2 separate regions of the Mus musculus genome follow, and region 2 is linked to region 1. The links are chromatin contacts, called in public promoter capture Hi-C maps. All regions are on one chromosome and are shown on one strand. The core of a region is the stretch at or near the end of the contact, and the rest is flanking DNA. Distances in the headings are between cores, read along the strand shown.

Evidence for each region. Promoter capture Hi-C pulls out the DNA fragments that hold promoters and counts their contacts.
Region 2: a promoter capture Hi-C map of neural stem cells shows a contact between it and region 1. A contact is called at or near these places in 2 of 39 promoter capture datasets (the C10 cell line and neural stem cells), 1 of 130 datasets of targeted methods (pancreatic cancer cells) and 3 of 9 other capture datasets (adipose tissue, liver and pancreatic islet).

Annotation. Positions count from the first base shown.
Region 1 is chr19:4,158,807-4,165,921 of GRCm38.p6, forward strand. Rps6kb2 (ribosomal protein S6 kinase, polypeptide 2) reads right to left here and starts at 4,577. Exons shown (of 15, transcript NM_021485.3): 1 at 4,362-4,577; 2 at 4,016-4,056; 3 at 3,797-3,917; 4 at 3,454-3,522; 5 at 2,262-2,409; 6 at 597-654; 7 at 421-521; 8 at 197-287; 9 at 23-113. The coding sequence starts at 4,439. Carns1 (carnosine synthase 1) reads right to left here. Exons shown (of 10, transcript NM_134148.2): 10 at 5,518-7,115. The coding sequence ends at 6,532.
Region 2 is chr19:4,334,012-4,341,126 of GRCm38.p6, forward strand. All of the region lies in intron 12 of Kdm2a (lysine (K)-specific demethylase 2A), which reads right to left. Among named protein-coding and RNA genes, the nearest start is that of Grk2, 31 kb to the left of the region's middle.

The DNA.
Region 1 (7,115 bases), core at 3,327-5,826:
CGCCCAAGGAAGCTGGACTTGCCGATCCAGTGAGCATGTCGTACATCAGGGCTCCCAGGCTCCACCAGTCCACTGCCCGGTTGTGACCAGTGCGCACTAGAATCTCTGGGGCCCTGGGAGGCAGGTGGAAGTGTCAGTTAAGGGCAGGCCCTCTCTGGTAATCCTCCCAGACCCTGGCCAGCCAGGTGTTACTTACATGTACTCAATGGTGCCACAGAAGGTGTGAGTGATAGCACCCTCATGAATGGACTCCTTGCAAAGTCCAAAGTCTGTCAGTTTGATGTGGCCTGAGGAAGAATGTTAAAAGAGAAGCCCTGGGATGACATATGGCCAGGCCTACTTGTGGGCTCCTCAGCCCTGCCCTGCAGACGCTGGCAAGGCCAGGGGTGTAACGCCCATGCGTGCACGCAGCGTGCTCACCCTGGCTGCTGAGCATGATGTTCTCAGGCTTGAGGTCCCGGTAGATGATGCCGTGGGAATGGAGATGGCCCAGGGCTAGTGTGATCTCTGCCAGGTAGAAGCTGCAAAGACAGGACAAGGTAAAGGCAGGGCAAAGGTTGGGGTGTAGGCAAGGACCAGCACCCCCAGACACCCACCAGGCTGTGTCTTCCAGGAAGATGCCTTCTCGCTCAAGATGTGTGAAGAGCTCACCACCTGTGACACAAGCACATCAGCAGCTGTGCACTCGGGCCCAGCCTCGCTACTGTCTGAGCGTCAGTTTCTTCTAGAGAAAAATGGGACTTGTAGATCCCACCCTACCTGCCTCCCAGAGATGCCGTGGGGACTCAATTCAATCAGCAAACATCTACCGTCGCCTACGCACTTGGTGCCTGGCCCTGTGCTGCGAGAAGCTGGGGCAGAGTTGAGGAGACCCAGCCATTGCCCTCAGGATGCTCAGTCTAATGGGAAGACAGACATGTGGACAGTGCTCTAGGATGCCAGGCTCAGGTCATAGCTCTGGGAACTCCAGAGCCTCATGATAGAGGGCGGAGGAAGCTAATCTCAACACAGTGATGGGGAAGGGGCAGTGACGGTGTGGCTCTCTGTCTGGATAGAGTGGGACGGGACGCCAAGCATGCAGGAAGTCGCTGTAGGGTTCAGCTGGTACTGGGCAGACAGGGAGAAGGAATGGCTCTCAATCACTCTTGGTGAGTAATGGCATGACCAAAAAGACCAAGGCCTTGTTTGGGTGTTTAGAGACACGTGCTCCAGGAAGATGACCTTCGCAATTAGTGGAGGTGAAGAGCCCAGGGAAGCTAGACCCTCAAAGCTAGTTTAAAAACAGACCTGCTAGGTGTGATGGCACATAATTTAAATCCCAGACAGGGGCAGGGAATGTCTTTTGAGTTCTATGTAATGAGTTCCTGGCCAAACAATGTTATATAGTAAGACCCTGCCTCAAAAAGACAAAACAAGAAAGTGTGTAGCACATGCCTTTAATACCAACACTCAGTCTGCAAAGACAGGCAGATCTCCTGAATTCAAGGCCAGCATGGTCTATATAGTAAGTTCTAAGCAGGCCAGGACTACATAAGCAGACCTTGTCTCAAAAAATAAACGAAGCTGGGCATGGTGGCGCATGTCTTTAATCCCAGCACTCGGGAGGCAGAGGCAGGCGAATTTCTGAGTTCGAGGCCGGCCTGGTCTACAAAGTGAGCTCCAGGACAGCCAGGGCTATACAGAGAAACTCTGTCTCGAAAAACCAAAAAAAAAAAAAAAAACGAACCCCGGGCAGTGGTGGTGCATGCCTTTAATCCCAGCACTTGGGAGGCAGAGGCAGTCAGATTTCTGAGTTCGAGGCCAGCCTGGTCTACAGAGTGAGTTCCAGGACAGCCAGGGCTACACAGAGAAACCCTGTCTTGAACCCTCCCCCCAAAACAAAACAAAACAAAAAAATTAAACCCTATAGAAACAGTAACCACTCATGAGACTTCCAAGAAGAAGGATGTAGCTAGGTGAGACCTGACTGGGTGCCTGGCACACAGAGGACAGGCAGGAAAAAGTGGATGAAATTTTCTCTGGACATCACATCTATATAAACTCCCACCAGCCCCACCCACCCCACAAACACTAGGCACTGGATGGATGTTTGCTGAATGAATGAACAGATAGAGAGACAGACAGATGGACACACGGCCAGGCATGGTATGTGAGCCTCCTAGCCATCCTCCATGATACCTCTCAAGAGTCCCTAAGTCCCCACCCAGTGTTCCTGGGCTGGCTCCCTGCCACACCCTGCTCGGCTTAGCCCACACACCTACCACTGAGGCACTCCAGGATGAGGTAGAGTTTGCCACCTGTCTGGAAAGCATAGGCCAGTTCTACAATGAAGGGATGCTTCACAGATTCTAGAATGTTCCTCTCAGCCCGGGTATGGGCTGTGTCCTTGGCACTGCATACAATCTTGGCCTAGAGATGCAGGAGTCTGTTAGAAGGGGAGGCATCCAGAGTGCTTGCCTTTCTGCTCTGCGGATTGACTGCCACCTCAATAGAATGCGCAACCTCAAGAGTCAACTATACTGAGGAGGAGCCAGTGTTCCAGTACACGTCTCTTGTTTCAAATAAACATTGAAACAACTTGGGTATGTAAGTGTCTAGATGCTAGGTCTGTGCAGTGATATCATCCTGACAGTAACCAACCCATAGAGTCGGGGTACCAAGGGTGGAACAGTATCACAAAGAGCCCCCTTTCTAGAAGCTTCTCCAGTCTGCCCTCCACAAGATCTGATCATGACAAAGACAATGGGAGGACTGGGCACTGGACTCAGAGGTTCAAAGTGTGAACTATGAAAGCATAAAGATCTGAGTTCAAATCTTCAGTAGCAATATAAAAAGCCAACGATGGCTGTGCGTGCCTGTGCCCTGTGGGAGGGGCACAGAAGCACCACTGGGTCTCCAGCCCAGCTTCAGTGAGACCTTGTCTCCTGAGAGGAAGTGACTTAAAAACAGTAAACTTTTCCGGAACCGGTTTATCCTCTCAGTCTCTCACCCTTGATACTTTCTTGTGTTCTTTGAGACAAGGTATCATTATGTAGCCCCTGGTGTGCTGGCCTACCACCACTCAGATCCTCCGGCTTTACCCATTCAAGTCCTGAGACTACACAGTATCCTACCAAGTTCAGCTCAACTTGACCCTGCTGACACACTGAGCCACACAATTCTTTGTCGTGGGTTCCTGTTGCGCTGCATCCTGGGCTTCTATTCACAGAATGCCAACAGTACTGCCTGTCCTCATGAGTCCTGACAATCAAAGCTTGCCATATGTGCCCTAGCAGGCCAGCTTCTTCCATCCAAGAATTACTCCAAAATCGTATGTATGACAATAGATGCTAAGTCAGCAAGTGTCAAGATAAGGACTGTCTTTATCATGTTTCCGGCTGTCTTCCCGAGACCTGGCACAGGCTGATGGGGATGGCAGCTACTCTGTCTCTGCTGGCTAAGCGAGTGACTCACCTTCCTTAAGACCTTCATGGCATATATTTTTCCCAAGTTGGTGCCTTGCACTTTTCTCACCTGGAACACCTGTAGGGCAGGGGAGACAGGATTAACTTCTCTGACCACACCCCACCTTCAAGGTTGCCCCACCCTAAAGGGACCAAAAGGTCTAAACTCAGCTTAAGGGTGGAACAGTAAAGATCTCCATCAGATTTTGAAAGGATATGCCCTTCCTTCCCCCAGGTCTCCAGCTCTGAATTCCATCAGAGACTCCGTACATTTACAAGCCTATTGGGTGTGAAGGATAGTATGCTGTCTCAGGCTAGAGCTGAGGTCGCCAGGGAGAGAGGGATGTTAGTACCTTGCCATAGCCCCCCTTGCCCAGTACACTCAGTAGCTCAAAGCAGTGGGGCCCGATGCGCTCAGGACCCAGGTTCACGCTGCTCTCTGTCAGCTCTACTTCTTCATAGTGTCCCACTGTCCTAAAGACAGAATAAGTTAATGAGGGAAAGGCTCTAGTGTACTCCAAGTCCCGACCCCTACTCCATACCCCCACCCCCCAAGCAAGACCCTCACTCACTCCAGGCCAGCAGCCCTTAATTCGCCAAGGGGACACACGTCCTGTGAGAAACCAAGTAATAAGAACCATGGGAGGTGCCAGAATACCTCCTCCCAACCTAGGCTCAACTGCTTGGCCCAGGGGAGAGGACCAAGGATAGAAGACAGGAGCAGGGATGGGGAAAGGTTGGGAAGGAGAGACCAAGGATAGAAAAGGAAAGATTGGGTCCAGGGGCTGGGGCTGGGGTTGGGGTTGGGGCTGGATCTGGGTTTGTAGGGGTCACAAACCACTCAGAGTTGGGAGCGCCAGGGTTTTGGTTAACCAGCCGGGCTCCCGGGTCCAGTCGCGCCCGGAGAGAAACACTCACCGCAGGGCTGAACTCCGGTTCGCCCTCGCCCTCGCTCCCTTCCTCGGTCTCCAAGTCTAAATCAAATACGGCCGCCATGGCCCCGCCGGTCCCGCGGGACCCTTGGCCCGGACCAGGCAGAACTCTGACTGACAGCACCGGGCTGTGCCTACGTCATTTCTCCGCGACAGCAGCCGCTCGCTCTGTTGACGCAATAGCTTCACCCACTCTCAAGTCGAGTGGGAAGAAAAGATGGCGCCTGTCGGAAAGCCTCTCGGGAGTCGTAGTTCCAGACATCTGGACCTCCCATCCTGCAAGCCTTATGAATAGAATAGGCTTTACTAGACCATCTTCCTTGTCGGTTTCTCCTGGGCCAGCTCTCGCCCCGAGCCGCGCGCACAGAGGCTCCCATTTTGACTCTGGAGCAAGTTCAAGATTTAATGGGCAGAATTACAGATGCATGAACGTTTAAGTGGCAACTCCTCAGCCCTTCTTAGTGCTGTGAGCTGCCCAGAAAGAAAACTTGTGTCTGTTCGGTTGTATTAGGGGACAGTAAGCTGTATTAGGGACACTCCATACAACCTCCCTGAAGCTCACAGACCCTGCAGGTCTGACATTTTCTGGGCGACTGCCTGGGCTTTGTTTCAAGGCTCCCTTTCTGAAGGGCTCAACACACCTAAATATGGACTTTTGCTAATGTATGCATACCGAGTATTTGAGCTGCCTAGTTCAGAATAGATATTTTAATAGAATATAGTTGAAAGGATGGATGAGAACTGGCGAGATGGTTCAGCGGGTAAAATCACTTGCCATACAAATGGCAAGTGACTGCTGGGGTTCGATCCCAAACGAAGCCTGTCCATTTCTATTGGAGTCTGTCTGGATAGCTTTTCCATTGCACACGGGATGCCCACTGAGGTATAGGATATGAACTCAGATGAACAAAATTTAGGGGTATCCAGGTCTGCAGAGGGATTACTGCCTGAATATGATTTAGGATTATAATTCAAGAAAAAAAAATCTCAAACATACATGTAGATATAAGGTAAGCCCGTAGCAAAGGTCAACCCTGGGGCCCAGCCAATGGGGTGCTTTCTACCTCTCCCTCCCACTTCCCAGCTCCCCACCTACTGAACCTGGGAGGGGAGCACTAGCTAAAACACTGGACTCCGGATACTTCACTAGTTAACAAGTCTTTATTTAGGTAGGCAGGTTTCAGGAGCTGTCCTCGGCTCCTGAGCAAAGACAGGTGTTTTCAGAGTAGCTAGCTCCCTAAAATGAGGAAAGGTGTACACAGAAGTCCCAGGGCCAAGCTAGCTAGGAATGCCAGAGGCCAAAGCAACAAAGCTGGTAGAGATCGTGTGTGGTGTATGGGAGGCAGGTGTTTAGGAGTCTGAGTGCTGCCTATAAATGAAGATAGAAAGGAGAGAGGACCTGGAGGCTAACTGAGCGTTTAAAACAGTAAACAGAGAAGGTTGGCCTTGGCATTCTGTCTACATCCACTATAATAGGAACTTGGAGGCAGTCTTTTTTTTTTTTTCTCTCTCTGAGCCTGCTTCCTCATCTGTAACATAGGGGCACTAGGGTCTGCCTGAAAGCATGAAGGGAAATGTTTACTCCTAGTGCTGAGCACAGACATTTGCTTCTACTGCTCAGGCCAACAGACACAGTGAAGCACGGCCAGACATTTTCAGCAGGCTCTACAACTGTCCTGGGTTTTGCATAAAGGCTAGTGTGCTAATCTCCCATTTCATGGCCTTTGTCCAAGGCTAGGGGCTGGTGAAGGTTCTCTCCTTGTGTAGGTGACAGGAAGAGCTGGACCTAGGCGGTGGAGGGGTAAGAGAGGAGGAGCCTGGGTTTCACCCACCCCCATCTGGGCTGGGCACTGATGTGCCAGTGAAGAAGCTGCTATTTGTTAGTTCTTTAAAGGCTGGAGTCCTGGGGGTACCTGGGGCTAGATGGAGGCTTTCTGGAAGGCAAGAGGACCCAGCAAATTCCAGATACTTGTTTTATGGTCCTTGAATCCAGAAGACTTTGGTGTCACAATGGCTCTACTGTTCTGGAATAGGCCTGAGTTGTGGTAGCATGCTGACCCTGGGTTGGGGCAAAGTGACAGAGAGAGGGACAGGGAAATATAGCCCCACGGCCCCTCCTCCTGGCACTGCATCCCTGCTGCTCCTTGACCCCAGTGCTATTTGAAATGAGACAGGAAATGGGCAACAGGGTAGTTGGGCCTGTCAATGCCCAAGCCCTGACAGATGCCTAGCAGGCGGTGACAGGCCTCAGCAGGGCTGGGCCCAGCACAGGCCACATTGCAGTAGGGCTCCTCATACTGGCCAGGTATCAGGGCCTCCTCCAGCAGGTTGAGTCGTAATTGCCCCTGGTCATGGAGGGTTTGCAGAGTCTCTCTACTGCTCGGGGAACTCAGCAGCTGTAGGTGCTGGGACACCAGGCACATGATGCCCACTAGGTAGCCACGGGCACGAGGGTGAGCAGGCAAGGCAGGCTGCAGGCCACAGGCCACCATTGTAGAAGCCAGAAGCAAATCCACACCATAGAGCTCTAGGATCCAGTCTCGAAGGTAGAAGCCTCCCATTCGAGGGTTAATCTCGATGAGCCTTGGCCCAGCCCCAGTCATCTTGAGCTCCACATTGAAAACCCCATCCAGCAGCCCACAGCCCAGGCAGCAGCGAAAGGCTGCCTGCACCACCTGGGCCTCCTGCTCTGGTGCTAGCCCAGTGGGCATGCAGGCTGCAGTCTCTGTGAAGCCAGGCA
Region 2 (7,115 bases), core at 3,115-5,614, 170 kb after region 1:
GCCTGGCCGTTCTGCTGCAGCACCCAGAGGGGAGGTGTTTGGCAGCCGCTCACCTCCTCGTGATTGGAGGAAGCATAGCTGGGGGAGGGAGCTTGGCCAGCTAAAGCCCCAGATCCTTCGCTCCAACACTGCAACAGGAGAACCCAGGGCGAGCCCCGGGAGGGCTCTTGGCAGCAGACTTCAGGAGGCGGCTGTGGAAGGGAAGGCTTTAACCCGATCCACAGGCTATGTATACCTAGATACCTTGACAGTAGCCTCATCCCATTCCACTCGTTGTCACTTATTGCTATAACCAGAGCTCTCTCACTGACAGTTCACAGATTTCATTCCTCTCTGGGATCCCAACAAGAGTCCTGCCTTTGAGGAGGAAGCTGCCAGCAGCTTGCTTTCCCCCAGCCCTTCCTAAGTTAACTGTCTGTTTCACACCTGTCCACACTCACATAGCTCCATCCCACCAGCAAGTATTTATATCAACACCTTCAGAAATGGTATTACAGGTTACACAAAGATAAAATATGGCTGTTCCCATCAACCACAAATACAGTACATGCCTACTTTTGGTTGTGACAGGGAACCATCAGCATATTTTAACTCTACACAATCTGCAGCAATCTTTTAGCAACTCCACTGTGAACAAATCAAGCTTCTCTGGTCAGAACACTTGATCCTCTTGACTCTATACAAGATACAGGGAGTCAGGGAATAGGCCTTCCTTCCCAGCAGCAGTAGTCTCCTCTGCCCAAGAGAATGCCTCACATTCCAGACACCACTCTGCCAGATTTCTGTTTCTAAATCAGCTTTGCCTGCCTCATTCTTAATCCTACTGTCTCAGTTTTTAGGTGCAGGAAATATAGGTGTGACTACGTTATTGATATTCCCCATGAAGCAAACAGCCCTTCACCCTATTGACACTTCACATCATCTATTCTGTCTAGAGGTCCTCGAGCCAGACTGAAGCTCAAAACGTGCTCACTTACTCATGGGCTACAGCAGAAAGGGGAGCTTCACTTAGGCCAGAGGCCTACACACGAGTGTCAGCATAGGAAGAGAAGCCGAGCAGGAAAAGGAGGCGAAGGAGCAGCAGAATTCGCATTTTCCAGATCCTCTTAATATAACTGCTGGTACTATTTTGACATAAATAAACATCTAGCTTTCACTACCATTCTGGTTTTTTAAAATTATATTTATTTATGTGTGCGGTGGATGTCAGAGGACAACTTTTATCATATGGGTCCCTGAATGGAGGTTGTCAAGTTTGGCAGAAAGCATCATTATCGTGAGTTTCTGGAATAAAGTGGCCTAACAGGCTTTCTGGGATCTGAGCTAGCATCAAGGGCTGTGTTTGTGAATGTACTTTCTGCCAGACCGTTTCCCTCCATGTTGCCTACCCAGGCTTAGCTCCAACCCGTGGGGGCTTAGAGTGATCCTCCTGGACCCTTAACATGTGGCATGTGCTTATTCTCATAGTAGTTTACAGAATCAAAGAGATACTTCTGTGTTCTTGATTGAGTTCTTCCAGGAAATGCTCACATGGGCATGCTGACCTCAGACTGCTTCTTTGCATTTTCATTTTAAGATTCCAGTTCCAAGTATATTCAGTTTATTTCATATGAAAAGTTTTGTTTAATAATGATCTAGCTGGGGCTAGAGAGACGGCTCAGTGGTTAAGAGCACTGACTGCTCTTCCAGAAGTCCCGAGTTCAATTCCCAGCAACCACATGGTAGCTCACGACCATCTATAATGGGGTCTGATGCCCTCTTCTGGTGTGTCTGAAGACAGTCACAGTGTACCCATATATATAAATAATTCTAAAAAAGAAAAAGCAAATAACAACCCCCCCAACACACTGATCTAGCTATTGAGAAGTTTCTTTAAAAATGCTTATCTTCAGTGCTATCTATCCTAGAAGAATGCTAAAGTACTTTAGAAAAACATATTACCTCAAGGAAAATTGGTTATAGCAAAATCTACCTGAAAAAAATTAAAAAAAAAAAAAAAAAAAAGGAAAAAGACATGCCACTTCGAAACTTACTTCAATTAATTTTCAAGTTACATATTTAATGGCCTAATTTGCCCTCTTCTGTAATTAACAATAAACGGTGGCTGACAAAAAAAAAATGAGTAAACTAGGCATGGTGGCAAATACGTGCAATGCTTGCATTTAAGAAGATGAAACAAGGGCTGGCGAGATGGCTCAGTGGTTAAGAGCACCGACTGCTCTTCCGAAGGTCCCAAGTTCAAATCCCAGCAACCACATGGTGGCTCACAACCATCCTTAACGAAATCTGATGCCCTCTTCTGGAGTATCTGAAGACAGCTACAGTGTACTTACATATAATAATAAATAAATCTTTAAAAAAAAAAAAGATGAAACGAGAATGTACTTCAGGGCCTACTTAGGCTTCACAATGAGACCCTACCTCAAAAGCTAAGGAGGAGCTGGCAGTGGTGGCATACTTCTTTAATCTCAACACTTGGGAGGCAGAGGCAGGAGGATCTCTGTGAGTTCAAGGCTAGCCTGGTCTACCTAGTGAGTTTCAGGACAGTCAGGGCTATACAGAGAAACCCTGTCTTGGAAACCACCACCACCACCACCACCACCACAAAACAGCCCAGGAAGAAGAACATAACCTTTTAAAACACACACATAGCATCTTGTTAGTGAAAATTGCAAATGAAAATTTGTTGTATTTTGTTTTATTTTACTTTTACTTTGTGTATACATGCTTTCCCTGTATGTATATACACCTACTACATGCCTGGTAATTGAGGTAAACAGAAGCCATTGGATTCCCTGGAATTGGAATTACAAATGTGGTTGTGAGTTGCCTTATGGGTGCTGGTACTGGAACCTGGGTTCTCTGAAACAGCAGTCAGTGCTCCTAAAAACTGAGCCATTTCTCCAGCCCCAGATAACTACTATTTCCGTGGTTATTTGCTACCACCATTCTGATTCAGTAATGGGGTAGAGCTTAGTGTAAATTTTTAGATAAAAGATAAACTTTTAAAAGCTTAGAGTAGCATGGATTTACCACAAAGAATGATTTCCCAATTAATAAACTGAAAGCTGTTAGTATTTATGGAATGTTATTATAATCAATTTGATTCATCTACCAGGACAGTTTTAGCTGGTGAAATGAGAAGACTGGTACTTCCTCCTTATTTAGGATAAACTCTCTCATCTTCCCTCAGAGTTTGCTCTGAGCCTTGTGCATAGGAAATGCACAATATATGTACTTAGCCTACTTGAATGCCCATTCTACAAATGGACTTGAAGGCCCCAGGGAACAAGACTAGTACCAGAATAAATGAATTTCATAGATTTGTGACTAGCTACTATGTTTGAAATCCACTTTCAGTCTTATTATTAATTTTAACAATTTGATAGATATATTTTATATAATATATAATTTAACTTAATGTTGCAAAGTATGATTGGTTCATATGTGTATACACACTGAGGATTCTTTATCAGCAAAATAAACCAAAACAGATATAAACAAAGCAATAAAGTCCAATTAAATTCTTCCAGTTGATTGTCATCATCTTTCTAGTGTTCTGTTCACAGCAGCTTAGAATGTACTTTTAAGAACTCTTTGCGCCAGGCAGTGGTGGCACAGAGTGAGTTCCAGGACAGTCAGGGCAAACAGAGAAACTCTGTCTGGAAAAAAACAAAACAAAACAAAACAAAAAACAAACAAACAAACCCCCAAAACAAAAAACAAAAGCCCTTTGCAATAAGCTACTTCTATGAATGGAGCCATACTATACAGTTTCACCTTCTGCCTTTTTGTTATATATATTCCATGCTGATTTACTTTATCCATAAACTCATACTCTTTAAATGCTCTAGTTTTTTCCCCAATTAATCCCATTCTAACTCTATACTCTATGATTCTTCAACACTGTAAAACTTAACATTTTAGAATGTTGAAAGTTCTTCATCACCGCACTAAAATGGACTTTTCTTCAAGGAAATATGTAGTTATGGCTATAGCATCATTCACTATTTCTGAGAAGCAGATAGATTGTAACAATATATAATTTCTTTCTGCATAAAAGAATAAACTGCTTCCTTTTGATTCCACCTGCAACTTAGCCACTAGGACATACGTGCTAAGTTCTCCAGTGTTGCAGAGTTCCAATCAGTATAGTGTTTTGACACCTACCCAACCAAATTATTCTATTTTGTCAGTGGTGTTGTTTGAGACAAGGTCTTACTCTATAGCCCAGACTGCTCTCAAACTCGACCTTGTTCCAGCCTTCTGAGTGCTTGGCATTTATAGGCAGGAACTGTCACCTTGCCTTAAAAAGAAAGGGGTGGGGCACCTTATTTTTAATTGTGTATAAGGGCATGTGTATGAGTAGTGCAGAGTTTAGGCCAGAAGAGGGAGCCAGACTGCTAGAGACAGGCTTAGCCGGAGTAAGCCAATCAACATGGATGCTGACTACCAAACTTGGATTCTCTTGAAAGAATAGGCAAAGTGGCAAGTGCTTTTAACTGCTGGGTCACCAATCTAGCCCCTTCAAATGCCTTAAAAAAGGGAGGGTTGGACTAAAACTCTGCCAGACTCAATGCTTTTTTGTTGTTGTTCTTGTTGATGCTCAGATTATTAAATTTAAGCTCTGAACTTTGTAAAACTCTCATTACACACAACTGATGGATATAACTGTTCTCTAAGACTGGATTCAGTATTTTCTTTGTATTTTTGAAAGGGATCCTATTTTGTTGACCAGACTGATCTGCAACTCCTAGGCTCAACCGACCCTCTACCTTTTGAGTAGATATTTCAGGTGAGCAACATGCCATGCCCAGCTCTATAAAGGCTGCATTTTTATTTTATTTTATTTTAAAGATTTATTGATTTATTATATGTAAGTACACTGTAGCTGTCTTCAGACACCCCAGAAGAGGGCATTAGATCTCATTACGGATGGTTGTGAGCCATCATGTGGTTGCTGGGATTTGAACTCAGGGCCTTCAGACTCACAACCTTCAGAAGAGCAATCAGTGCTCTTAACTGCTGAGCCATCTCTCCAGCCCCAAGGCTGCATTAAAAAAAAAAAAAGATTGATTGATTGATTGATTTAATATATGTGAGTGCACTGTCACTCTCTTCAGACATACCAGAAGAGGGCATTAGATTCCATTACAGATGGTTGCGAGCCACCATATGGTTGCTGGGAATTGAACTCAGGACCTCTGGAAGCACAGTCAGAGCCATCTCTCCAGACCCCCAGAGGCTGCATTTTAACATCTCATTTGAGGTAAACAAGAGGAGGTATGAATGAAGTCCTGAAACAAGAATCTAAACACTGTCAGTCTATTCAGACATAGGCCACAATGTGTCTCAGCCAGTATTGACAGCTATAGTTCCTAGTAATTCTTGATAAATAGAAGTTCTGTGTGATTTTCATACGATTGGAGTCCTTTGGAAGCCTCCCCTTAACTCACCCGCTTGCTTTACTGCTGCTTCCTTTTATTTTTTCTACATTCTCTCCTGATCTCCATACAAAGGCCAAGCATGGCAGCTGATACACACTTGTGATCCTAGTACCTGGGACACTCAAATAGGAAGATTCCTAATTCGAGGTCAGCCTGGGTTCCCCAGCAAGACTCTCCCTAAAAACCAAACCAAATAAATTTTCTTTAAGCTATATTAAATTATTTACTTAAGCAAGTTTTTCTATTTCTAGCAGGAACTTTGACCTTGAACAGTAAAATACTGTAGTATAATAGGGTATCTATAACTGGATTTAGTTAAAATTAGATCCATAGACTTAGAACTTAAAAAGTTTTTTTTTTTTTTTTTTTTTTTTGGTTTTTCGAGACAGGGTTTCTCTGTATAGCCCAGGCTGTTCTGGAACTCACTTTGTAAACCAGGCTAGCCTCGAACACAGAAATCCGCCTGCCTCTGCCTCCCAAGTGCTGGGACCAAAGGTGTGCGCCACCACGCCCAGCAGAGATACTCATTTTTATGAACTAGAAACACACAGACCAGAAGAATGTTGTATGATAATCTTTGGAATTGTTTTCTTTTATAGATTTTTCTAAAGATAATTATTCAAGTTAAACAAGTCTCCAAAGTCAAAATTTATTGTTTCCCACATGCACTTGAGATGGAATAGCTGCAAAAAAGAGGTTGTTGTAGATATAGGTACAGACACCTAATTTCTGACAAAGGCATTAAAATATACATTGAAAAAAAGACAGCTTCACCAAATGATATTTCAAAAACTAGCTTAGACTATCTATGTAAAAGATCAGACTCTTTTACTCTAAATACAAATAAATTCAAATCGGGTCAAAGATCTGTAACATCAAAATTGACCGAAGAAAACAGGATGAAGGCTAGTGAGGCCATTCAGTGGGAAAAGGGCACCTGCTGCTAAGTCTGGAAACCTGAGCCTGATCCCTGAAACCCATGTCATAGAAAGAGAGAACTAATTCCACACTAAAACACTATGTTTTTTTAAAAAAATTAGAAGCTGAGTTTACTAGCAGATACCTTTAATCCCAGAACACAGGAGGAAGAGGCAGAGGAAGGCAGCTCTCTGAATTTGAGGCCAGCTTAGTCCATATAGTGAGTTCCAGGATAGCTAGAGCTATGTTGAGAGATCCAGTTTCAAAACCAAGCCTACCCCCAATAACAGGGAGGAGCCTGGGGGCTAGAGAGATGGCTCAGTGGTTAGAAGCTCTTGTGGCTCCTTTAGAGGACAGCAGTTTGGTTGTTCAGCTCACTATACGTGGCTCAGGAATACCTGTAACTCCAGTTCCAGGAATCTATCACTTTCCTCTGACCTCAACAGGCAGGCACACGCATATAAGTAACATTTTATTTTATTTTAAGACATGGTATCTCTGTGTAGCCTTAGCTTTTCTGGTATTCACTCTGATCAGGCTGACCTGGAAAGGTGTGAGCCATCACCACCACCTGGCTAAAATTAAAAAACAAAAAACCCTCAAAAAATTCAGGATGTATTTGTAAGCCAGGTATGGTAGCATCCACCTTTAATCCCAACAACTAAAGAGGCAGAAGTAGGAGAATATTTGTGAGTTTAAGACTGTCCAGGTCTACACAGGAAATTCCAAGACAGTCAAGGCAACATAGAA